Regions from separate parts of the Mus musculus genome. Here all the other regions are linked to region 5. A link is a contact called in public Hi-C, HiChIP or PLAC-seq, capture Hi-C and promoter capture Hi-C data. All regions are on one chromosome and are shown on one strand. The core of a region is the stretch at or near the end of the contact, and the rest is flanking DNA. Distances in the headings are between cores, read along the strand shown. Region 1 holds the start of Tmem268 (transmembrane protein 268). Region 2 holds the start of Whrn (whirlin). Region 3 holds the start of Ambp (alpha 1 microglobulin/bikunin precursor). Region 4 holds the start of Col27a1 (collagen, type XXVII, alpha 1). Region 5 holds the start of Orm1 (orosomucoid 1).

Region 1 (4,431 bases), core at 209-2,708, 210 kb before region 5:
AAAGGCTGGGAGGAGCTGACACAGACTGGAGTTGCTCAAGCCCGGGGCTGCACAGAAGGATCCACTGGTTGCAAAATGCCACAATGAAGCATTGTGTCGGGGGCAGAAATCACAGCACCCACATCAGCCCCCTCAGCTGCCCACAGAGACCCAATCAGCAGACTCCAGTCACACACCCAAGTTTGTGTGTGTTGGCTAAAAGTAACCTGCCCAGCCCAACCACTTCCCACCTGGGTAGCCTTGAGCAAGGTAACAAGACTTCTCTCTGCCTCCATTTCCTGGAAAGGAGACAAGGACAGACACTTAGGATTGCCCTATGGGTTCCACGTCCATGAGATCCACACTTGGGAAAAGGTTGATTACTGAGAGAAGGTAGCTGTCATCAACCTATGCCACAAACATTCCCTGAGAACCTTCTAGGGCCAGCCCCTGGACTGTAAAACCAGGAGTGGAACATGGAGCGTTTGCTCAGCCCTCCCCTGCAGGGATCACCATCCACTGGGGAAAACACACTCAGAACTGCCAGAGAGATGAGGAGGAGGAAACTAGGCAGCAAAGGTGGAGGACGACAGACTCCCTGGGCTGCCTAAATGGGCTGCTTCGCCAAGGAGGAGACTGAAAGGAGCCACACAGAACTGAATGGACTCGACTCAGAGGTCAGGATGGGTCCAGGGCTCCCCGTGTACATTCTCATCCAAGTACCGAGGCTACAGGGCCATGAGGGGTCAGGCAGGACCCCAATGGCAAATGCTAACCATTTACCACCTCCTCAGCTCTGCTCCAATCTTCAGCACACAAGTAAGGGAGCCCCACACCATGGTAAGCAAAGCACAGAGGGAGCAAGTGACTGCCGACCGAGTTCCTCTGGGAACCCACATTGCAACCAGATTTTCCAGTTGCGGGCTGTGCAGACTCAAGCCCCCAAGAGGTCTCATCTCTGCACAGTGCCTGCCAGCCTCACCAACATCTGAGCGCCTAACATATCCTGAAAGGAAAGAAAGAAAAAAAAAAAATGGATTTCCTTCTTCTAACTCAGCTTCATTAATTACAATGCAAGTCCAACACATCAGAGAAGCAGCAGTCCCCCAAAAGTTTAGGGCAGAAAAACCTGGCTGGACAAGGAGTTCAAACGCCCCATTTCAATGATGAGAACATTAAGCCCCGGAAGAGAAAGCCGACTATCCAAGGTCAGGGAGCAAACCCGGAGGGAGCCAAAACAGAAAGCCGGCTCGGCGCGGCCCGGCCCGGCGTCTCCCACCGTACCTGGCCTCGGGCTTGGGCAGCAGGCTCCCCGATCTCTGCCCTCTGGCCTTGGGGTTCCTTTACCCCAGAAATCACCCGCCCTGCCCTGCAGATCCCACGCCTGACGCGTGGGGCGGGAAGAGGTCACCCGAGCCTGAGCGGAGGGACGCGCACGCAGGCCCCGCGGCCCCAACCCCCGAGCGCGGGAGCGCGGACGCGCGGGCACGCGCACGGCTCGCGCACACTCACCGCCGCGCTGCCGCCCGGGCCGCTCAGGGTCAGAGGTTCCATGCCCCTTGTACGCCGCGGCGTCCCGGCGCCGCCGCCCCCGCCGTCCCCGCGCGCCCTTTTTGGGGCGCGTCGCCCCAGCCGGTCTCCGCCGAGTCGCCCTACGGCAGGAGCGTCTCTCGGGCCGAGCCCGGAGCGTTTCATCAGCCACGCTCCCCCAGGGCGCCGGTAGGGGCCCTGCGCCCGCCACGTGCATGAGATCTGAGCTCGTCCCTGCAGTGAAGGAGCGGGGCGGGGAGGCCTGTCCCGAGTGACAAAGTCATGGGATCCGATGCATGAGGCACACTCGGGACCAGAAGTTTCTTCCAGGCTTGTTTTTAATGAAAAACGGTGTTCAGTATTGAAAGCGTCGGTGTAGTCTCCACTTTGTATCTGCGTTTTCTTTAAAAATCTTTAGTTGAGACAGTGCTGTGAAATTGTGTGAGATCTTTACGAAATAATGTGTGAGGTGTTCAAACACACACTTGCACACCCCGCTCCTTGAGATTTAAAAGGATCTGTGATGGCCTGCTTCTTTTTCCAGGTAAATCACTAGTCTTGGGTTCACCTTGGTGGGTTGTTCTGACAACAGCAGACCTGGCTAACTACATGTACTTTTCTTTGGAGTACGTGTTTATATCCTATTAGCCACCAAACATTGTCTTTCAACAAAGACGGTGGGCACTTGGTTGCTGCACCAACAGCCTGGTTTCTTTTTCAGGGGATCGATGAATGCACAGGTGGTTCCCACCCTTGCTTACAGGAAGGACTAGGGCAGTACATGCCACTGCCCTTGTCTCTACAAGTGGTCTTGTACACACAGAGAGACACAAACACATTTCTTCCTTTTAACAACTCTTGAGGACTTCCAGACCACAGGACTTACATGTGCCTGCAGGATGTTTCCAGGCAGCGAGAATGAATTGAAAACCCAAATTAGCATATCCCATGGAGGTGCCCACGGGGACAAGTGAGGATCAAGGTGGCAGGCTACTGAAAATGAACTTATCTGTGAGCAAATCAGCACTGAGTACCTGCTCTGTGCCAGCCTTGCCCTGGGCAGTAGAAAACAGTTCGTGGGAGCCTCCCATGTAGTTTGATCAACTTGCTAAACAGTAATGTAGAGGCCTGGGAACAAAAGACCCAAGGGTGCTGAGACTTCTAAATGCTGACCCGGCTATTGAAAAGGAAACAGCAACAAGCTGTGGCCTAGCCCCGCCCCACCCCCAACCCTGCCTGTGAAGCAACCCTCCTCAATGTCAGAGATGCCCTACTGCCTTCCCACCAGCCTGTCTTCACTCTCCACGGGCCAGCAGTTTTAGGTCGACACACCAGCCTCCTACAGGTACACAAACGGAACTTGGGAAGCGGCGGACAGAGCTGTACTGGTGCACTATGTAGCTGCCTGTGTGCTTGGACAGCTCTGCCCACTCATTCAGGAAAGTCAGGGACTCCTGCTGATGTGAGAGGCTGCAAGGGCGAAACGTTGAGTACTTAGTGTTCTGACTAGCAAGTGCACCCTTGCAGCAACACAAGTGTTTGCATACCTGAAATCCTGGGATAGGGGCGGGGGTGGGGGCCGGAATTCAAGGACATTACAACCAGGGAAACAGACTGCAGAGCTGACTTTAGTAGTGACTGCTTGATGGGAGTCTCGGGCATTTGTGAGGATTTCGATGTGCACTACCTGCAGCCTACACCGGATGAGTCACTGCCCTCTCTCCAAACCCCAAGCTCCATAAATAGAGCACCTCTCACTTCCTCCTGCCCTCCATTCTTTCACTTCCAGGTCCCAGTGTTTGCCTCAGGTCTTCCCTGTCCATCTGGAAGATCAGTGCCAAACCCATTCTCATCACCTGACCGGCCTATTCTTGGGTCTTGGGTGACAGGGCCCTACTTCTGAGAGCCCTGTCCTGCCCTAGGCCAAGGGCTGTCCTCCTCACTGGTTCCCATTCAACCTACAGTTATCCCTATTATGACCACTGGCTCATTCTTTCCCTGACAGCACAAACTTCGAGTCCTAAGGCCATTACATAGCTACCCAGTGCCCAACGGACAGGCTTTTGTTAAACACATCTTAATACATGGATGAAGTAAAAGAATTCTCCCCAGAATGGACAGAATTTCCAGAAATGCAGCAGCAGCAGCAGCAGCAGCAGCAGCAGCAGCAGATGGGATCGGAGGGAGCTTCAGAGAGCACCTGAAGAGCTAACTGGGCTGCCAGTTACATTCACTGACTTTCTAGCTTTCTTGCCATGGGCTGAACAAACTGATCAGATCACACAGCAGCTCTGGCTCACAAGAGCTGAGAGTCACACATTCAAATGCAACTCTGCCACTAATTATCTGTCCTTGAATAAGTGAACTTCATCCCTCTAAGGCTGTCTCCTAATTTATGCAATCTAATACTACTGCAGACATGGAGTATACAGCATGTATATCAACACCTTAAATTAGTATTAATGCATTAATACACAAACTATTCAAAAACGTATTTATTATAAAAGGTACCACCGCTAGTGGCTCCCTATCTGTTCAACTCTTGGAAGTGGTGTGACCTGGTAAACTCCACTATGAGATGTGATATGACAGCAGGTGAGAGCACAGAACTAGACACAGAGCTGTTGTCCTTGCCAAGTGTTCTGGGAGGCAAACAACATATCTGTCAGAAAACTGAGTCAAACTCCTTGGTACCTGTCAGGAAAGGCAACAATCCCCCCAGGGTACTCAAGGTGCAGAAAGCTAAGTGTCAGGGACAGGTAACAGACAAATGGAGTGAGGCCACAAGACAGTAACTGTATGGCTGTGCAGAGGATTCAGCTAGTGTGTGGGTCTCTTTTCATCCTTAAAATTAGGAAGGCAGCAAGCAGCCTGTGGTGGTTTGAGTAGGTACAGCCTCCGTAGATTCACGTTTGAATGCTT
Region 2 (4,491 bases), core at 536-3,035, 150 kb before region 5:
AATATGTTCACTGGGCATCAATTCAACTCAGGTCTGTGTGAAAAGAAGGGGAGAGCTTTGGGGAAAGGAGAACTTTAATTCTTTGCCTCCATTTTGGGACTGCATTAAACTACAGTGTTAGAAATCTCCCTGTGGCTTCCCATTACTCAGAAAGATTCTTCTTTTAAAATATTTTATTTACTTATTCGTTTATTATGTGCTACAGGGTTGCTACACGTGCCACAAGCACCATGAAGATTAGAGGACAGCTTGCAGGAGTTGGTTCTCCCCCTTCCACCGTGCTGGTTCCAGGCATGAAAATCAGGTGGTCAGGCTTGGTGGCAAATATCTTTACCCGCGGAAACATCTCTGCAGCCCAGAAAGTCCATTCCTGTTAGTCTCCTCGCCTCACTGTGGTCTATCTTGACACTCCTAATGCTTATCTTTTTTATGTTTGTTTGTTTTTAACCTTGACCTACACCGTCTTTCCTTTGCCAGACTATGACTCTTTGAGGTCAAAGATTTCAACTCTTTATCCTGGGTCTCCAGCATCAACCATATGCCGCTTGGTCAAGCAGCAGAACGGGTGCTTGGCAAATGTTGAATGAAGAATGACCAAGTGCACAGGTAAATAACTAGCCAGGGAACAAAACACCCTTCTGCAGCCAGCTCAAAGCCACTCCAGATAATCCTTCTCTTTTTCTATTTCTCCCATATCAGAGTCAGCCGTTTCATTCCTGTGACGGCAACCCAGGACAGTCTTAGGGGAAAAAAAACCAGCTTTTCACAGAACACCTCTGGAGAGGCAATTCAGGTTTAAAGAGATCCACATGGCATGTAGTGGTGACTAGGTCAAGCACTATAGATCTTCTTAGAACACTTCTTTGACTAGAAGCCGAGTTTTTCCTGTGATAGTGTTTAGGAGAGTGGGTATCAGATGACAGACTTTAGACTGTGTATTCTGACATCTTTCCATATAAAATATGTTTTTTTTAAAGACTGTATATAGAGTTGTCATGTAACCTTCACCCTGTTCCCTCAGTGTGGAAAAGATCACAAGCGGGACCTAACAGTTGGTACAAGTGACATTCCTACTCCAGACTTAGTTTTAAATGCATGTGTGTGTGTTTGCATACTTTACAGTTCTGATAACAGCTCCTTGCTTTCCCCCACTCCCCCCTCCCCCCCCCCCCCCCACTCCGGAGAGCACCAGAGGAAGGGGCCCAGGCTGATCTATCCCAGCACAGGACTTGGCTCCTGATGGCACCTGTGTGGCTTATATTCTTCTCATGTGCAGAGCAGGTGACCGATTATCGTCCACATACTCACTTAAACTTGCAGTCAGCACGTGTGCAAGCTGCAGGAACAACATTTTAAGGCAGAAAAGCAGAGCATGAAGCATCTATTATTTTAGAGGCCAAAAGTTGGCCATTTTCCCCAATTGTGAATTGGCAAACCGGCTAATTGCTCCAAAGCGACCCTGGAATCGAGCTGTGATCGCCGGAAAGCGCAGCTTTTAGGACCCCATCTTTCACCCCTGGGCTGAGGAAGTGGGAAGACTTCGCAGGGGCCCAGGGCTCCTCCTGCTTTCTTTCACCCCCACTTTCACCCCTTTCTTCCTTGGGGCCGGACTGTTTCACCCCGTCTCCAGGCAACAGCCAGGCGCGCCAGGCGGGACGTCATTTCCTGAAGAGCCCGCGGGGGGACGGGGCGGGGAGGGGGAGGGGCGAGGGGGCGGGGCCAAGTCCCGGCTGGCGACGGCGGCGGCGTCGGAACTCGCTGGAAGACTCAGCCCAGAGCTGCTCAACAGTTCGCAAAGTCCGGGCTCCCGGCCGCGTGGCTCCGTGTGCGCCCGGGCGGCGTTGGGGCGCGGGGGCCCGGGCTGCTGCATGGTGGGCGGCCCGGGACATGCCCCGCACCCCCCGCCGGACGCCCGCGTGGCTCCTCTGGCTGCGACTGCTCCGGACTCTGAGCCTAGATTGACCGGCGCCCTAACTTCTTTCTGACTTTGGGGTCCCCCAGCCCTAGAGGAACGGGCATCTCGGCTGGGGGAGCCCCGGACATGGTGTGACGGGGCGGGCGGCGTGGCTGCGCCCCCCACTGCGGCCACGCACGGTCCCCGCGCCTTCCGGCATGTAGCTGCTGTTCTCGCTCCCCCCGGCCTCCAGCCGCAGTCTCCACGACCTCCGGCCTCCAGGCGCCAACTCTTTGTCCCCCCAGGATCCCGCCGCGGTCCTCAGGATTGCAGCCGCCGTCTCTTCGTCCTCCGAATTCCAGTTTCACCTGCCTTCGCGCCCCTGGGACACCAGCCGCTGTCCCTGCCACCTCCCCAGGATCCAGCCAGCGCTCTAGCTCACCTGCACCTCCCCAACCCACCCTGCAGCCGTCGTCTCCGCTCTCCGGGCCAGTCTAGACTGCAGCCGGTGACTCCGCGTCTACCCCAAACCCAGACTCCAGCCGTGACCTCCGCGCCCCGGGGAATCCAGCTGTCGCGCCTCTGGCCGCAGGTGCAGCTGCCGCCCCGCGCCGCGCGCCCCGAGTGCGGCCGGGCCTCGGCGGGGAGATGAACGCACAGCTGGACGGCCTGTCGGTGAGCTCGTCCTCCACCGGCTCGCTGGGCTCGGCGGCGGCGGCGGCGGGCGGCGGCGGGGGCGCGGGGTTGCGGCTGCTGTCTGCCAACGTGCGCCAGCTGCACCAAGCGCTCACGGCGCTGCTGAGCGAGCCCGAGCGGGAGCAGTTCACTCACTGCCTCAACGCGTACCACGCGCGCCGCAACGTCTTCGACCTGGTGCGCACCCTGCGCGTCCTGCTGGACAGCCCGGTCAAGCGGCGTCTGCTGCCCATGCTGCGTCTGGTCATCCCGCGCTCCGACCAGCTGCTCTTCGACCAGTACACGGCCGAGGGCCTCTACCTGCCAGCCACCACCCCCTACAGGCAGCCCGCCTGGGCCGCTCCCGACGGCGCGGGGCCCGGGGAGGTGCGACTCGTGAGCCTGCGGCGCGCCAAGGCCCACGAGGGCTTGGGCTTCAGCATCCGCGGGGGCTCGGAACACGGCGTGGGCATCTACGTGTCTCTAGTGGAGCCGGGCTCCCTGGCAGAGAAGGAAGGGTTGCGGGTCGGGGACCAGATTCTGCGCGTCAACGATAAATCTCTAGCCCGGGTGACCCACGCGGAGGCTGTCAAGGTAGGGCTGTGGTTTATGGGAGCGTTAGAGGACAGTACAGGCAGTTTAGTGCTCCCTCTTCGGTTGCCTGTGCTGCTATCTTTTATACCAAATCGCCTGACCTTTCTGGTCTTTGTTGTTGGTTTATTTTTGCCTCCCTGACCGGATTTTAAAAGAGGAACATTTAATTTGTGGCGCAGATCGGTGTTCTGAGCACGGAGGAAATGGTTATTCTTGCCTTAGGTGACCTAAAGGCTAAGGCACATACACAGTATAACATAAGCAAATGCCTGGTCATAAAATGTGAAAAGGGCTGTGGATCCTTACAAGTGTTAGAAAAGAGCCCCTGCTTGACATTGGGTAATTGATGCTCTCCCCCCTCCAGACCCCCCCCCACCCCCCCCATCTTTATTGCTGCTGTGCTGTTTTCTGGATCCTGTAGGCTTTTTGCCGCTGAAAGTTAGTTCTGCCCCACTGCTAGTAACCCAGGAGGAGGCTGGGTAACCACAGAGCTGGGGCTGATCCTTCTATTTGTGGACTAACCAGTGTATGCTGGAACAAGCCAGACCAGAGAACTGGCGCCTAACTTTGTTGCAAACTTGGCTTCTCCCTGACCATGAACCCAGAGTCCCATGAAACTGAGCACGGTTTTTCTTGGATCTGTCAATTGAGAAAAATAACCTCACCACAACCAGCTAGTAGGAATCTAATCCATCTGTCTGGAGGAGCATTCATGCTTGCTAATCTTATCACCCAGGGTGAGTGAATGCCAGCCAGTTGGAGTATGAGCTACAGTGTTTGGTCCGTGGGTGGATCCAAGGAGCTTTCTCTCATAAGTATTTAGCCTGAGCCCTACTGCTTATTAAACAAGAAGTGAGGAGTTTGAAGGAAAGGAACGGCAGCATCCATCCTGTACGGAGAAATGCTTGCTCCAGGTTTGGGTTGACCTGTGGTGTGAGCCCCTCTCACCCCATTCTCTGGTCTCCTGGTCCACCTCATCCAGATGTACCAAACAGGGCGCACTGGCTGCTGGGAAACTCCTAGGCAGCAAAAGTCCTGGGCTGCTTGCTGTGTGGTGTTCAGTGGCTCGTGGCCAGGCGAGTTGGGCTGAGTGCTTGTGTGTGCGCCTTGGATACCACCATCTGTCTCTGACACTGGCCTGTCTAGTTTGCTTCTCTACTCAGAGACCCCTTTTGGGAGGTCCCTGAGGTTTCTGAAAAATTCTCTCCCTTTCTGGAGAAAGCCTAATGGACTTTGATTATTCTGGGGACCAGCAGAGAAAGCTCTTTGTGGGCTTCACATTCTCCCATACCCCTCTCCAAACATCTTCTCCTCTTTATCTTACATCC
Region 3 (4,423 bases), core at 523-3,022, 190 kb after region 5:
TCCTGCAGAAACTATTCCCACAAACAAATAAATGTTATTTTTATATATTAAAAAATGTCTGAGAATCAAGAACACAAAAGAAGGCAACTATGCCAGAAAGTTAAGCCAAGACAGTTGCTGTGTTGAAATGTGTATGGAGGTTTTGTGCTTCCTGGCAGCCAGAGCAAAAAAGGAAATTCCATCCGTGGCCAAGCTGTCTGTTATGGTGCATGGGAAACCCTCTCATTTACAGACAGACACACATGTGCTCTGGATACCAGCAAAAGGGAACTGTGTCTGCTGGGTCTCACAGAAGGAGCATGGTACACTGACTGTGGAACAGACCCCCTGTTTCTTCCACGTGCAGGACCCTGGCTCTCTGGTCTCAGCTCTAACAGGGATTGCCTGCTATATGAAGGAGTGTGCCGTGAGGGAATCAGGGAGGAGGAAGGACAATGGCTGGAACCCCTGGAGGAGAGAGAAGAGAGTGGAGAGGGATCATAGCACCATGGACGGGAGGAGCTCTGATGCAAACAGATGTGGGTTTAAAAATCTCCCATTAGAGTATATAAATCTAGAGGCTAGGGATGTTGCTCAATTGGTAGCGCTCTTGTCCAACATGCAGGAAGCCCTAGGTTTAACTCCCCCCACCCCCACCCCCCACCCCCCAGCATAAACCAGGTGTAGCTGTAGTTCATGCCTGTAATTCTAGAACTCATGAGGAGGGTCAGATATTCAAGGCAGAGCTGGCTACAAATCCAGTACAAGGGCAGCCTAGAGCTATATAAGACACTGTCTCAAAAAAAAAAAAATGTTGCAGGTTTTAAATCAAAATGTTACTGTGTTACCTTCTTTAGGCGCTGTTATAAAAAACCCTAAATCATTAGGAATGATACAAAGTGTGTCCTCTCTCCAAACTTCCTTGAACTGGTTTAGTCTAAAAGTATCATCCTGTTGATGGTTCTGGAGCAACTGGAGCGACAGGAACATATATCTTACGGAGGTCACAATGACCCTTCAACTCTTACCACACCCTAAGAACAATGCTGTTGCCTGTTGGCATTCACCCCTTCAACCTTCACCCCAAAGCTAGGATCCAGGTACTTGTGTTAACAGCGTTTATTGGTGAAGAAATGAGCACAGAGGGCTCAGCATTCTTTTCAAGCGCACACAGCAGGAAGACCACAGGAAGCTGCCTGGCTTTGGAGGCTCTGTTCCCTTTCTTACGGTGGAGCCCTAGTGGGTCTTGTCAATCCAGGAGAGTGAAAACTTATATCAGTGAAAGGCATCTGCACATGCTTCTGAGGTGAGCCTGGGGGTTCATCTGGGTACTGATGGTTTCACTGTGGGAAACCAGTGTGGCTCGGTGAAGGGATAGCATCTCTCCCTGTCCTGATTATCTTAATGGCTATGAGAGGTTGGAGACCAGAGGGAGAGTCTTGGGAGGAAGGATGCTTTGCTCTATAGCCAACTTCCCTGGGCCTTAGTTTTGTTATATGAGAAAGAAGCCAGAACCAGGCTACCTGTATCTTCTGAGATCTTGGGGGAAGAACTGGAGGGACAGGCCAGACACTGCCTGACTGCCCCATCCCCTGTTCTCCCTGGGGAAAGTTGACCTTTAATGAAACCTTTCTAGGGTCTGAACTCTATTGTGCTTGGTCAACGTCCCTTCAGAGTCAGTAACCATGGCTTCCTGTCCACAGAGTTGGACCTGGGCTGGGCTGTAGGGATCGATTAGAGCTGGCCCAAGACCCTGATTGGCCTTGGCTGAGCAAAGCAAACACCAAGGTCATCATTTGCCTCCGGATCCTTCCCCAGCCTCAGTTTGTAGCTGCCACTGCCGGGGAAGTAATCCCTGCTCCCACACTGAGCTGTGAGAGAGACATCAAAGACCAAAGACCACAGAGCCATGCAGGGTCTCAGGACCCTGTTCCTGCTGCTGACTGCCTGCCTCGCTTCGAGGGCTGACCCTGCGTCAACACTGCCAGATATCCAGGTTCAGGAGAACTTCAGTGAGTCCCGGGTAAGGCTGGCCTCTCTGGCAGAGGTGATCACAGTGGTGGTATGCCCATGCTCCTGGGCCTTGCCAGCTAAGGCCTGCCTGTCCTGTCTTGGGAGTACTCATCTTTCCTATCTTGTAGATGGCATCTCAATCTCTAGGAGACTTTCCTGGCCAGGCTGTTAGGTTATTCTGAGATTCTCTGAAGATACAGCTCCCTCACCTGCCATTCATTCTTTGGGGCCCCCTGTAAGCCTAGTGCCTTCCAAATCTGCGCTGTCCTCATGGGTCCCCAGAGGAATCCACATATGGCAGGTGGCATAGGGTGGACATGAACCTGTGAGCTTTGTGGACAGGCTTGTGGGATTGTGTGAGGAAGAGAGGTAGGACACTGGTTGATGGGATTGGGGAAATTACGAAGTGTGAGTCTAAGGGCACCTTGGCCTGTGGCAGACATGTCACTATGTGTCTATGCATATGTGTCTATGTGCAAATATTTTTGTTTGCATACACATGCCCTTGCATGTACGTGTGTGTGTGTTGTAGAGTTACATGCTTCCTTCCTTCCTTCCTTCCTTCCTTCCTTTCTTTCTTTCTTTCTTTCTTTCTTTCTTTCTTTCTTTCTTTCTTTCTTTCTTTCTTTCTTTCTTAACAAAGCAACCCCAGCTTTGTCCTGAATCATAAAATTGTCTGTGTAGGGACCCTGTCCACCTCAACGCTGTCTCCATGATCTATCTGAGGGGTTTTCAGAACACTCCCGGTGATTTTCTATACCTTAGGACAAGGAACAGGTGTGCTGGAGGTCCAGGGGCTGGAAGGTCAGCTCTATCTGACTGCTGTCAAGAGGAAGAGGTGGTTGACTGGTCCCAGAAGGTCCCACCAGGTTTGTAGGGTCTCCATGGCACTTCCGCTGGCTGCCTCACAAGGTGGCAGACACTGCCATGAAAGGTGTAAAACCCAAGCTTCATTTTCCAAGGCAGCGATAGCTGGTGACCTCAGAATATGCAACCTGGACTCTACCTACTCACAGGGGCATCTCAGACACTTTACTTCTGTGGAGCAGACCTTGTGTAAGGAAGGGGGACTCTGCACACCTCTGCCCTAAATATGCTGTACCTGGAACTCCACTGTCACCTTGAGACACTGTCCCTTAAAGGGCTGGTCCTTGGAGGAAGGAGGGGAAATGTGGACACATCTCCTCAAGGGCTTGGTTAAATCCAGATTTGTGGCTCTTCCTAGATCTATGGAAAATGGTACAACCTGGCGGTGGGATCCACCTGCCCGTGGCTGAGCCGCATTAAGGACAAGATGAGCGTGAGCACGCTGGTGCTGCAGGAGGGGGCGACAGAAACAGAGATCAGCATGACCAGTACTCGATGGCGGTGAGTGGGGGGCACAGGAATGACCAGGCTCCCTGGTACCCCCATCTTGTCCTGGGACCCTCAGCTAGGACCTTGCTTCTGAGCCTCAGGTTCATGGCTGTCCTCAGCAGATGTCTCATGAGCCTCTCAAGGACTGTGTCTCCAGCACTAGGCTTCCTGTGCAACTTCCCCCATCTTGCGTATTCCTCCCTTGGCTGAGGAAAGGAACAACTACCCCAAGGACCTAGCTGGAGAGCCTCAGGCCAGTGGGTCTAGGGTGAAGTGTAGACTCTGTCCATTCCTCCCTGATGCTGTGCAGTCTATCATGTTCTCCCCCTCTCCCACCTGTCCTCTCTCCACTGCTGCCACTGTGATCCATGCCTCCATCCCTCCATCTGCCCATCCATCCATCCCTTCCTCCCTCCCTCCCTCCCTCCCTCCCTCCCTGTCTCCTGCAACCCATCTACTTTCCTTCCCACCTTCAACCCCAGTCTTCCCCTTTGATCCAGTCTTCACCTAGCAACCACAAAGACTTTTTTCAAGATTTATTTATTTATTTATTATATATAAGTATGTGAGTCCTGGACATACTGTTTCCATGCCATTTCTTCTACATACTGCTCAATACAGCGTGTGTGTCTGGCCCTGGATGGACTTCCTGTCTCACATCACTACAAGCCCCATGCAAGCACAGGCCTTTGAGACTTTCCTTTGTGTCCCCAGCATATGGCACAAGTGTTGTTCACAGGACAAGGAGTGGTTGTGTAAGAGTAAGAGAATTCTACAGCGTACCCCTGACCCATAGGAAGTGCTGAGAGATCCCTATGACAACCACGAGGGTCAGTGATGTGTGATCTCCATGTCCTGGATAGGGACATTAGACAGTGAATGAAAGCTGAACACCAGTTCATCACTGCCACCAGGGTAATGTGCAGCAATGACAACCATGGCGTTACTGCCAGGACACATGAACCTGTCCCCTTTCCCTGCTCCTCATGTACAAAAGAGGGATTTCCAAGGGCTAGGATGACAATGAAGCAAGATATTTGGAAATTTTGGCTTTATGATTGCCAGGAGAGGTGTC
Region 4 (4,773 bases), core at 2,188-4,687, 130 kb after region 5:
ACCAGGTGAGAGAGTGAAGGCACGAGAGCCACATGTGTCCTAGATCATCTCTGGCTGTAGTTATGGGCACCCTAGAGGCTAGAATAGAGTACAAGACTAAGATCTCAGAAGAAAGATCCTGGAGACAGAATCCCATTGTCTTGTGCCATTCAGCTGCCTAAGGCCAAGCCCCAGAAAACCGTCACAAATGCAGCCCATTTTTTGGAATTGGGCTTCTTTGCACACTGGAGGCATAAACTTCATAGTATCCAGTACACCTCAGTTAGAGAAGGACCTCGAAGATCCCGAGGGGCGAGATTCTATGCCTAGCCATCTTTTTGAAGAGATGGTTAACAAGAGCCCAGAGAGAAGGGACTAGCCCAAAGCCACACAGCCAGTCAAAACAAGCCTACATTTTATTTGTTTTCCCTAGAGGAGAAAGTGAATACTTTTAGAGACTTGCTACTTGCTGGGGACCAGAGTTTCAGCTTTCTCAGTAGGATTGGAGATGCAACCAGGAGCCCTGGAGCCATCTATGTGAGTAAGCTCCAGCCTGGAAAGTTGGCTGCAGAAGGAAGGAGGCCCGGCAGTGTGACTACTGTTCGAGTGCTGTTTAGGCTACTGTTAATAATGCTGGTGGCTTCACCGGCTCGCGGGCAGGCTTTGCTCTCCCTGGCTTCTGTTTTCATTACAGCTTCACAGACCTTGGCTTGGCTATGGAGGGGCTCCAAGGTATCTGAAAGATCAATTCATAAGGACAGCTCCCAGATGTGAGCCACGAAGGACACAACTTCTTCTGACCATGTAACCCTCCAGGGAGTAGCCAGGGTTGTTCCTGTTCAGAGACTCAGCTAGAAGCTGCCTTCTATCTGTGTGGCTTTCCCTTCCTACTGGTTTCCTGGAAACACTGGAGACTCAGAAATCCACCCCAGATTCAGCATTCAGGGAGGCCCAAGGTCCCCCCAAGCCCAGAAGACATAGGAACCTCGGAGGATGGCAGATGTGTGGATGCTGTCCCCAGTTGCTCTACCACAGACTGAGTGATGCCAGGGCTGGCTGGGAAGGGCGTGAGTCTGTCCCCGTCCCACCTGCCTCTGTGGCCTCATCAGACCCTGTGTACCCAAGACAGCCACACCCAGGTCCTTCTCCACACCTTCCACCTCCTCCATGGGAACACACACACACACACACACACACACACACACACATAGGTCATCTGTCTGGACAGGATACGGTCCAGAACTTTCCCATTGACTCACACTCATTCACAAAGCAGCAAGCACTGATACAAATAGCAGCTGTGGTTTACTGAACATTTACTCTACGCTTCCTGGGCACGCTTCTTTAACTTTCACAAATGCTTGCCAGCTGGGAGGGCTGGAGCTCACCTTGGTGATGTAAAAAGGAGAAGCAGAGAGGTGGCAGGCCTGGCCAAGCACACACTCCAGTATAGAGGACTTGAATTCAAGCTGCCTGTTGCTAGGTTCCTATGCTCTGCTCCAAAGTCTGCTTTCCACTGAAGTGAGTGAGCCCAGAACTGGCTCCTCTGCATGTCAGACCAGGCCAGACCATGGAGACATTTAGAAGGTCCCTGGGCACTGAGATCAGAAAAAAGAAACTGCCAACAAGATATCAGGGGAGTATGTTGGGCTACAAGCAGAGACAAGGGAAGGCATGGATTATAGGCTACTTCAACGAAGATCCCAGAGCCCAGTGTTCACCCAAGAGCAACAGGGCATATGGTTGCCCAGGAGGGAGGACTTCTCAATGTAGAAGCAAGGAAGGGCAAGAAGGAGCCAGGGTAGGGCAAAGAAGCCGAGGTGGGTAGATGCTTGAGGATGTACGGCCAGAAGGGCAGGCAGGCTTTGGTACTGCTTGCCTTCCTCAAACTTTGGCCCCGTTGAGGCAGGGGGTGCTCTTTGGCACCACCACACTGCCCAACCGCTGGCATCTGCCCTGGCACAGGGTCTCCCGGAGAAAATGAGTCACCAATGTGCTCACTAGTGCCCTGTGTATACGAATGCGTGTGGTGGGGGGTGTGGGGGAATCTCAAACAGCCAGCTTTTTCCAAGACATGGAAAAGAAGGGGGGCGCCTCATCACCCTGGCTCCAGCTCAAAGGGGCGTTTCTTGAGAGGGTGGGCGGTACTATAACTCTGGCCAACCTCTTCTGGGAGCCCTAGAGTACCAGCAAGATGGAAAGGCAAGCCTTGTGCCTGAGATATAGTCCACAGGGCCCCTCTGGACCGCGTTCTCCCACACACACCCACACATAGTGACTGAATCCCTCACTCTTACAACTTCTGCACAAGCTGGGAATCCCAACTGTGGGGTGCCCCTGTGTGCGGGGGCCCCGCCCTGGAGATTCCCGGCCCCTCTCTGGCCACGGTTCCCTCATCTGTACAAGGAGGTTGGACTTGGTGATCTCCCAGGGCCTTTCCGCTCCCACAAGCTGGCTCTCACCCCTTGCTTACTCAGGAGAGGGACAGGAACTGCAGGCTTCCCGGGAGAAGCTGGGAAGTTTGAGGTACGCAGACCCAAGAAGACACATTCACACAGGCAGAGAGGTTAGGAAATGCAGGAACGTGCAGAACCCGAGGCCGAGCCAGGAACAGACACCCGGACCTGACGACCGACAAACTTGATTCACAGGACAGTGGAACTAAAGCCATGCAAGCCCGCGACCTGCAGACACCGAGACTCCCTCCTCCGGCCCCTGCCCCCTGCCTGCCACTCTGAGCACTGCCACTAGACCCCTCTTGGGATCGCTGGTCTGGCTCTGCGCGGACCCTCCCTTGCTGGTCCTAGTCTCAAAAGAGCTCGGCCTGGGGTGCACAGCCCCTGTTAACCCCTGGCGTCCCGCCTGGCGGGAAGCTACAGGAAGCTGACGTTACTCTGCGAGCGTCTGGTGCGGCAGGGAACCCCAGACTCTTGTGCACATCCGAGGTTCAGGAAGCTGAATCGGGGGCAACCCTGGGATTGTACTCACCCCCCGGGTCCTGACGCCGCTGTGCCTCGGGCCCCCCGCGCGAATCCCGTGCCCATGGCAGGCCCCTACTTCATGCTGCGGAGCCCGGGGGGCAAGTGTGGGCGCGCCCCATGGGGCCGCCAGCCCCCCGCCGCGCCGCGCCAGGCCGGCTCAAAGCGCGCTGCCGGCGCACCCCCAGCCCAGTCCTGCGCCCAGGGGCGCCGGAGCAGACGGACAGCACGGCCCCAGCCCGGCGGTCGCCCGCGCCAGGCCCATGGTCCCAGGACTGCCGGAGCCGCGCTCGCCCCTGCCTCGCTCTTTTTCTGCTTCCACCGAAAAGGAAGAAGCAAGAAAAGGCAGGGAGAGAGAGATGATCAAACTTTTGGAGGCGGGCCGCTAGCGGTCTCTGGAGGCAGAGCAAGGCCGGGAGAGCGCGCGCGGAGGGCGGTGGAAGCTGCCTCCCCGCCGGCCTGGGGGAGGAGAGGAAAAGGAAGGATTTGGGGGAAATGAAGGCGATTTAAAGTCTCGGCCCGCCGCAGCTCTCCACCTTCTTCTCCTCCCCGCGCCGGGCCGCCCTCTGCTGCCAACTGCTGCCCCCTGCCGGACGCAGCAAGGGATGCAGCATCGGTTGCCTCGCGCGACCGTCCACCTATCCATCCTGAGGGGGACATCCCACCCCCAGATCTCAAAACAGACTCATGAAAAAGAACCTCCTCCTGGCTACTCATGGATCTATCACAATTGAGATTAGGAATTTACGATTAATGACACTAAGGATCCTCGATAGCGGGCGGTGGGGGAGGAAGGGGGAAAATTCTACTCCTGAGAGGATCCTAGAGATGCAGAAACACAGTTGGGACCTTGACTTGGCATCTACATTTCCACGACAACCATCTGTCTTAACTCCCAACTCTTAGCAGAAACTCTTGCACCCTAGAGCTCCGTGGAAGACCGCTGTGGGTAAGCGTGCTGAATGTGTTCGGCCTTTCTGCATTTTCTCCGACCAGAGACTCCCCGGAATCCCACGCGGCACCCTCTGACACCCAGGCAGATTCTCAAACTCACGAGCACGGCTCAGCCCTGAGACTAAATCTCTAGCTTCTGGCCTCTACAAGGCGATTCATACCACACTCCCGCACACACACTCCCGCAGGCACACTCCAAACACTCACACTCATTCACACGCAGACACAGCCACGCACTGTACTGAACTTCCGCGAAACACCTTTGGATGTCTGGATTCCTGGCGATCTCAGACGCTACGCTCCCAGAGGCAGCCACCCGAGTGCTCACACCCGCACAAAATGCACATGCACAGCGCACACACTCCCACATGCACAGTCCATGCAGCTCCCCGAGTGCACACTCCCCGCTTGCACACGACCCTCTGCGAATGGCAACCACAGGCGTGCATACAGGACCTGCACCCTCTATTGCACATGCATCCACCTTTGCGCACTCCAAACGCCCAGAGCTCCGTGAGTCCCAGGGCACTTACTGGGTCCCCAAGTGTGACGCTGGCCGGTCGGTTCTTAGGCGGGTGCCTAACGGCATCTGTGGTCATGGGTCCCCGCAGCCCCGGGCGCGGGGGCGGGGGTGCAGTCCCCTTCCCTAAAGGCGCACAGGGCGCGACGGCGCCGGGAGGAGCATGGGAGCGCGGGCCTGCGCCACCGGCCCGGTCCCCCTGCGCTGCAGCCGCGGCCACTCCGCGTGCTCCGGCTCCAGCTCGAGCTCCGGGTGCGGGGGGTGGCTCATAGGTGCTGAGGCCGCGACAGACGCCGGCCCTTTTGAAGTCTCCGCTGGGGGCGGAGAGGGGGGCGCTGAAGG
Region 5 (4,686 bases), core at 1,561-4,060:
CTGCAGTGGCAGAACAGTGGTTCTCAGCCTTCCTAATAATGTGAAACTTTAACACAGTTTCTTGTGTTGGGGTGACCCCCAACAGGGTTTTCATTGCTACTTCATAACTGTGATTAAGCTACTGTTATAAATCTTAAGTATATGACCTGCAGGACATCTGACATACAGGTTGAGACCCATCCTAGAGAACCACTAGTCTAGGGTAAGTTGTTCCTCATCTCTGAGATCCGGTTTATTCACCCCATTGAGTGTGAGCAGCTCCCCCAAATGGCAGGCATTTTCCGATACTTCTGTCCACAGGTGAAGGGTGATTCTACTGGCCCCACTGCTTGTGGGGGGTAAGGAACTCAGGGTGTGAAATAGCTCAATGGCAGTGTCTGTATGTAGGCACCTCCCCCGGGGAATCCTGTGGCTGGTGATACCAGGAAAGGCTCAGGTGACCAGGGAATGAAGTTACAAAAGTATTGCGTATCTCAAACTACATGCAAGCTGATTGGTTGATTCCATGGCTTTGCCTGGGTGAAAGCCAAAGCTGATGTGGCCTCTCCCTCAGCACAAGGTTAGACTGAACATCAAGAGGTTTCGGCATGGGTCATCCCTGCCTATCAAAGCCATCAGACTTGCTGGAGTTGAGGTGTCATGGAAGTCGTAAATCATAACTCCTGCTTGGATAGGTAGTGAATATGAAGGGCAGAGAGAAACTTGGCACCCTGGCACCGGATATTCCCACAGTCCCCACTCCTGGTCTTTCCCTTATTCTCTAAAAGCTTTCCAGGACCTCCTACTTAACCTCACCCAACTCAGGCTCACTGCCCATCTAGGATTTCTGTGATCTCAGCTGTCACAGTAGGCAGGAGAGTTCTTAACAAGATACCTGCCTCGCTGAGCTGCCTTAACCAGAAGCTTGCCCTCTCTGAGCCTCTAGGGTCACTGACACTGGGAGCACTGCTGGGGTGGTATCGTACAGCCTCCTCATTTACCTTTTTCCAGTCGACAAATATGATTTCTGATTCATCCATGCCCACGTGTGTGACAGCCTTCTGGAATACTTCCCGCAGCTCCGGGGTGATATCTGGCCTTTTGGCTGCAATGGAGAAGGGAGTATGGTTTATTGGGTATCAGTCTAGCAGAAGGGAGGCCAGGTAGGGGTGGGGATGTTGGTGGGTGACCAAGAGTAAGGCCCAGTGCAATTGTGGACCTCAGCTCTGAGGTGCTTACCATAGAGGGACAGTCCCCGTTTCTTCTCATCCTTGAGGTCAAAGGCAAGCATGAAGGCCCCATGTTTCCTCAGCACTATAAGGTGGGCAAAGGTTTCTACTCCTCCTTCTGCAGGAGGAAGGTCTTTGTGAGTCACTAGAATGATGCTGTAGTCTTATCCCCAAGGGAAGGAAGCACATAGCTATGGGCAAGTGCCTGGGGCTGCCATGTTTTCAGACTCTGCTGAATGCAAGCCTCACTTCTCATTCTTCGTAGTTATGGGATGGCTGGGGCCTTGGAAAGGGCCCTTGGTGGTGTGGTGGTGGGGCATAGTTTACACTTCCTCTTAAACATTAAAACTTCTGCTCAGGGACAATTAAAACATAAGAGTGTCTGATCTGGCTCACTAGCATTGGATTGCCCTCCTACATGCTGTCGCTGGTGACATGGGTGTGTGGCTGAAGTCACTGGCTTCCCAACCCATGGGTTTCCCCTCTGAGCTCACAAAAGATCATAAGAATGGCCAAAGCAAGTCTGGCCTGGGAGCTGGACTTTGGGTTGAAATCTGCTTCCACTTACAAGCCTCAGAGAGTGACTTCACAGAAAAACTGCCCTGTTCTGCTGCCCCATCAGACCCTGGCAATACCCTCTCAGAAAGCAGTGTTTCACACCCTCACCATACTTGGAGAAGGTCCCATTTTCTCTCTGGAATCCTAGATGGGTGGAGTTATAGACACACTGGTCACCTCTAAAGAGAAAAGAAAGTGGACAACTGAGGAAGAGGTGATCTGACCAGGCCAGGGTAGGGAAGGGGCAAGAGGCAAGTAGACAAGACAGCTGTCCCCATTCCTGAAGGTGGGTGGGGATGCCAGGCAGAGCCAGTTTGTTCAGGTCTCTAGGCATCCAGGAGTGTAGTTAAGGACTGGGGTGGGTGGACTGGCTGTTTCAAGTACTCACATTGTTTGAGACTCCCGAAGCTCTATTGTGTCGTTTATCAAGTTGGTGGTAAGGTAAAAAAATTCACTCTGCATTGTTTGAATTGCCTGCCTGTACTCGAGTTTTCTGAAAGCTGCACCCATGAAAAACCATTTGTCAGAGAGCTGGGGAGAAGCAGGCAAACAGATGAGCAGGGCTTGTAATATGTACCTTGTTAGCAAGTCTTGATTAGTGGCAGGCAAGCAATGACTTCTGAACCATACATGGGTAAACTGAAGCTCCAGACCAGAATCCCATGGGCAACTCAAAAATCAGCCATCCTACTGCTCTGTCCCTTGCTGAGAGACCTCAGAGTGATGCTTCGGAGTTTGGAGGCAGGGAGATGCCACCAGGTCTCCAGGAGAGGCAAGGGCATTACCAGGAGCACAGAGATGAGCACAGACATCAGGGAAGGGAAAGCCCAGAGGAAAGAGTAGCCTCCTACAGTGAACAGGTCCAGGCCCGGGGCAGGCACTTACCCAGCTCAGGGTCTCATTGGTGATAGGTTCGCCTATGGTGAAGTTGGCATGTTCTGGGTTCTGAGCTTCCAACATCGGCAGAAGGCTCAATATGATAAGAACCGTGTGCAGCGCCATGCTGAGGGCACTCAGAGCCACCAGGCCTGGGAAAAGATCATTGGTGTTTGGATGGTGCAGCAACATTTATGACACGATGTGGGGAGGGCATGGGACTGAAGCCAGGGACAGTAGAGCTGTGGCACAATCTCACCAGCACTTGGGAAATGTCTTGCGCAAAATGTTCCCTCAAGCCAGCTTTATGCAGCTCCCTCAACCTACTGGTCCTGACACAGGCTCCTGCCGTACACCAGAGTGGCTGATTCATGGTCAAGGTATGTACATCGCTAGCCTGATGATACTTAGGTCCCAGACAGTGGTCCCACCCCTCTTTTATCCCATGGAGCTGCCTAGCAGGAGTGAAACCTACACATACATCAACCTCCCAAGTGTGCTATGAAGGAGCCCCAAGTCAGGGTTCATAGTGAACTTAGAAGACACTTAGGGGCTCAAGTTCAGGGCCAAGAACACAGATGGATTAGTTTCCAAAGGAGTGTGATGTTCCTGGGGACTTCTTCCCAGCCCTGAAGGCAGCCAAGTGCCCAGCAAAGGGGTGAATCTGAGATAAACATCTAGTTCAGCAAAGCTCCCAGTATCTACAGCAGGAAAGGATCTGCCTAGGACAGTGTGTGCCCAATCCAGGGTCTGTGCCCATCATCCAGAAAATATCTGGTTCTCATTCCTGCCTGATCTTTGTCTACATAATGAACACTCTCGAAAAGTATTGCAGGGACAGGCCTGGTGACTCCTGCTGAGGCACAGAGACGAGCTTGAGATTACAGTGAGCTGCTTCAAAACATCAATACAGCAAACATGTTAGAACACGCTCACAGTTTCATGATCTATTTCCTGTGTCCTCCACAAGTTCTCATGTTTCAGTGTAGTCAGGGTTATGTTTTAATGATACATAACTTGTCATTCACTTACTGTGTTCTAATTTCATTACAACCCCTCTTTAACCTGTGGCATTTCTATTGTGTGTTTCCTTTTCTGATATGTGTCAGAGCAACATATTGCCTTTAAAAATTAGTCTACCAACAGAAAGGAAAACAAAACAACACATGAGTCACCTCCAGTATCATGTGTGTAAATGTTTCTAATGGCATTATTCAAAGTAGCCACAAACTCCAAGCTCTTAAGTGCCTATTACCAGAAAAATGAGAAATGGGTTGTGACATTTCATGCAAAGATGGTGTTGCTTAGCAACAGAGAGAAATGAACAACTGATAGATTTGACCATACAAATGCAGCTCGACAACATTATTGCCAGCAGATCGCCCAGAGGTGGGGTTGTATGAGCCTGTTTACTGGGCGTTCTAGAGGCTCCAGACTAATTGTAATGATATTAATCAAGTCATTGACAGTGATCACCTAGGGCAAAAGGAAGGGGCCACAGATGGTCCTGAGAGCCCCCTGCCGTGGAGTGGGCTGTACAGGGCCTAGGAGAACTTGCTGAGCTGGAGACCCAAAACATATGTGTTTTGTTGTATCTATACAGTCTTAAGAAAGTTTAATCTCTTCTCAGAGCAGAAAAAGCATAACCATGAGGAGTCCAAAAGCACCAATGATATGTTCTGTCCCAAGTTAGCAGTGCGCCAGATATCATAATCTCTCTGTTTGTGCCTCTCTCTGTCTCTGTTCTCTCTCTTATACACACACACACACACACACACACACACACACACACACACACACACACACCTGTACTGGTACACACTGGCAGCTTTGTTAGACAACATTTACGTTCGTTCATCTATGGAAGGCTGGTTCTGATAGCAAAGTGTGTAGTCTAATCTCTCAGTACTGCCACAGGGGAGTGATTTGCCTGTGGTCAACATGTGACTTCCAAAGTGGCTTCAGGGCGTGAAGGAGGTTTGAGAGAGCCTAGAGGTAAGACAGGGCAAGTGGATTAGACTCTGATTCCTCCTGCTTTGCATAA

The links. A called contact is a pair of places that touch in the nucleus more often than the background predicts. HiChIP or PLAC-seq counts read pairs in DNA pulled down with a chosen protein or histone mark. Capture Hi-C pulls out chosen DNA fragments and counts their contacts.
Region 1: a contact with region 5 is called in a Hi-C map of liver, with 2.6 times the contacts expected there. The contact joins the promoter of Tmem268 here to the promoter of Orm1 in region 5. A contact is called at or near these places in 2 of 39 promoter capture datasets (the C10 cell line and neural stem cells), 3 of 484 Hi-C or Micro-C datasets (liver and nephron progenitors), 3 of 115 datasets of contacts at active chromatin or transcription factors (bone marrow-derived macrophages, embryonic limb bud and regulatory T cells) and 2 of 9 other capture datasets (adipose tissue and liver).
Region 2: a contact with region 5 is called in a promoter capture Hi-C map of adipose tissue. The contact joins the promoter of Whrn here to the promoter of Orm1 in region 5. A contact is called at or near these places in 2 of 39 promoter capture datasets (hematopoietic stem and progenitor cells and hippocampal neurons), 1 of 484 Hi-C or Micro-C datasets (hematopoietic stem cells) and 2 of 9 other capture datasets (adipose tissue and liver).
Region 3: an H3K27ac HiChIP or PLAC-seq map of extraembryonic endoderm stem cells shows a contact between it and region 5. The contact joins the promoter of Ambp here to the promoter of Orm1 in region 5. A contact is called at or near these places in 12 of 39 promoter capture datasets (the C10 cell line, cranial neural crest, embryonic stem cells and 8 more), 1 of 15 datasets of contacts at CTCF or cohesin (pro-B cells), 3 of 484 Hi-C or Micro-C datasets (bone marrow-derived macrophages, embryonic fibroblasts and liver), 2 of 115 datasets of contacts at active chromatin or transcription factors (extraembryonic endoderm stem cells and hepatocytes) and 5 of 9 other capture datasets (adipose tissue, embryonic stem cells, liver and 2 more).
Region 4: a contact with region 5 is called in a capture Hi-C map of macrophages, with 5 times the contacts expected there. The contact joins the promoter of Col27a1 here to the promoter of Orm1 in region 5. A contact is called at or near these places in 9 of 39 promoter capture datasets (the 3T3-L1 cell line, the C10 cell line, cranial neural crest and 6 more), 1 of 484 Hi-C or Micro-C datasets (liver), 10 of 115 datasets of contacts at active chromatin or transcription factors (the NIH/3T3 cell line, bone marrow-derived macrophages, embryonic forebrain and 6 more) and 4 of 9 other capture datasets (adipose tissue, liver, macrophages and 1 more).

What each region holds. Positions count from the first base shown.
Region 1 is chr4:63,555,790-63,560,220 of GRCm38.p6, reverse strand. It overlaps Tmem268 (transmembrane protein 268), which reads right to left and starts at 1,458. Exons shown (of 10, transcript NM_001356354.1): 1 at 1,264-1,458.
Region 2 is chr4:63,493,285-63,497,775 of GRCm38.p6, reverse strand. It overlaps Whrn (whirlin), which reads left to right and starts at 1,785. Exons shown (of 12, transcript NM_028640.2): 1 at 1,785-3,163. The coding sequence starts at 2,543.
Region 3 is chr4:63,151,521-63,155,943 of GRCm38.p6, reverse strand. Ambp (alpha 1 microglobulin/bikunin precursor) reads left to right here and starts at 1,772. Exons shown (of 10, transcript NM_007443.4): 1 at 1,772-2,002; 2 at 3,218-3,360; 3 at 4,414-4,423. The coding sequence starts at 1,889.
Region 4 is chr4:63,214,076-63,218,848 of GRCm38.p6, reverse strand. Col27a1 (collagen, type XXVII, alpha 1) reads right to left here and starts at 3,437. Exons shown (of 61, transcript NM_025685.3): 1 at 2,968-3,437. The coding sequence starts at 3,023.
Region 5 is chr4:63,342,680-63,347,365 of GRCm38.p6, reverse strand. It overlaps Orm1 (orosomucoid 1), which reads right to left and starts at 2,810. Exons shown (of 6, transcript NM_008768.2): 1 at 2,652-2,810; 2 at 2,155-2,297; 3 at 1,875-1,945; 4 at 1,219-1,326; 5 at 981-1,084. The coding sequence starts at 2,768. Gm52743 (a long non-coding RNA gene) reads left to right here and starts at 2,759. Exons shown (of 3, transcript XR_003955430.1): 1 at 2,759-3,022.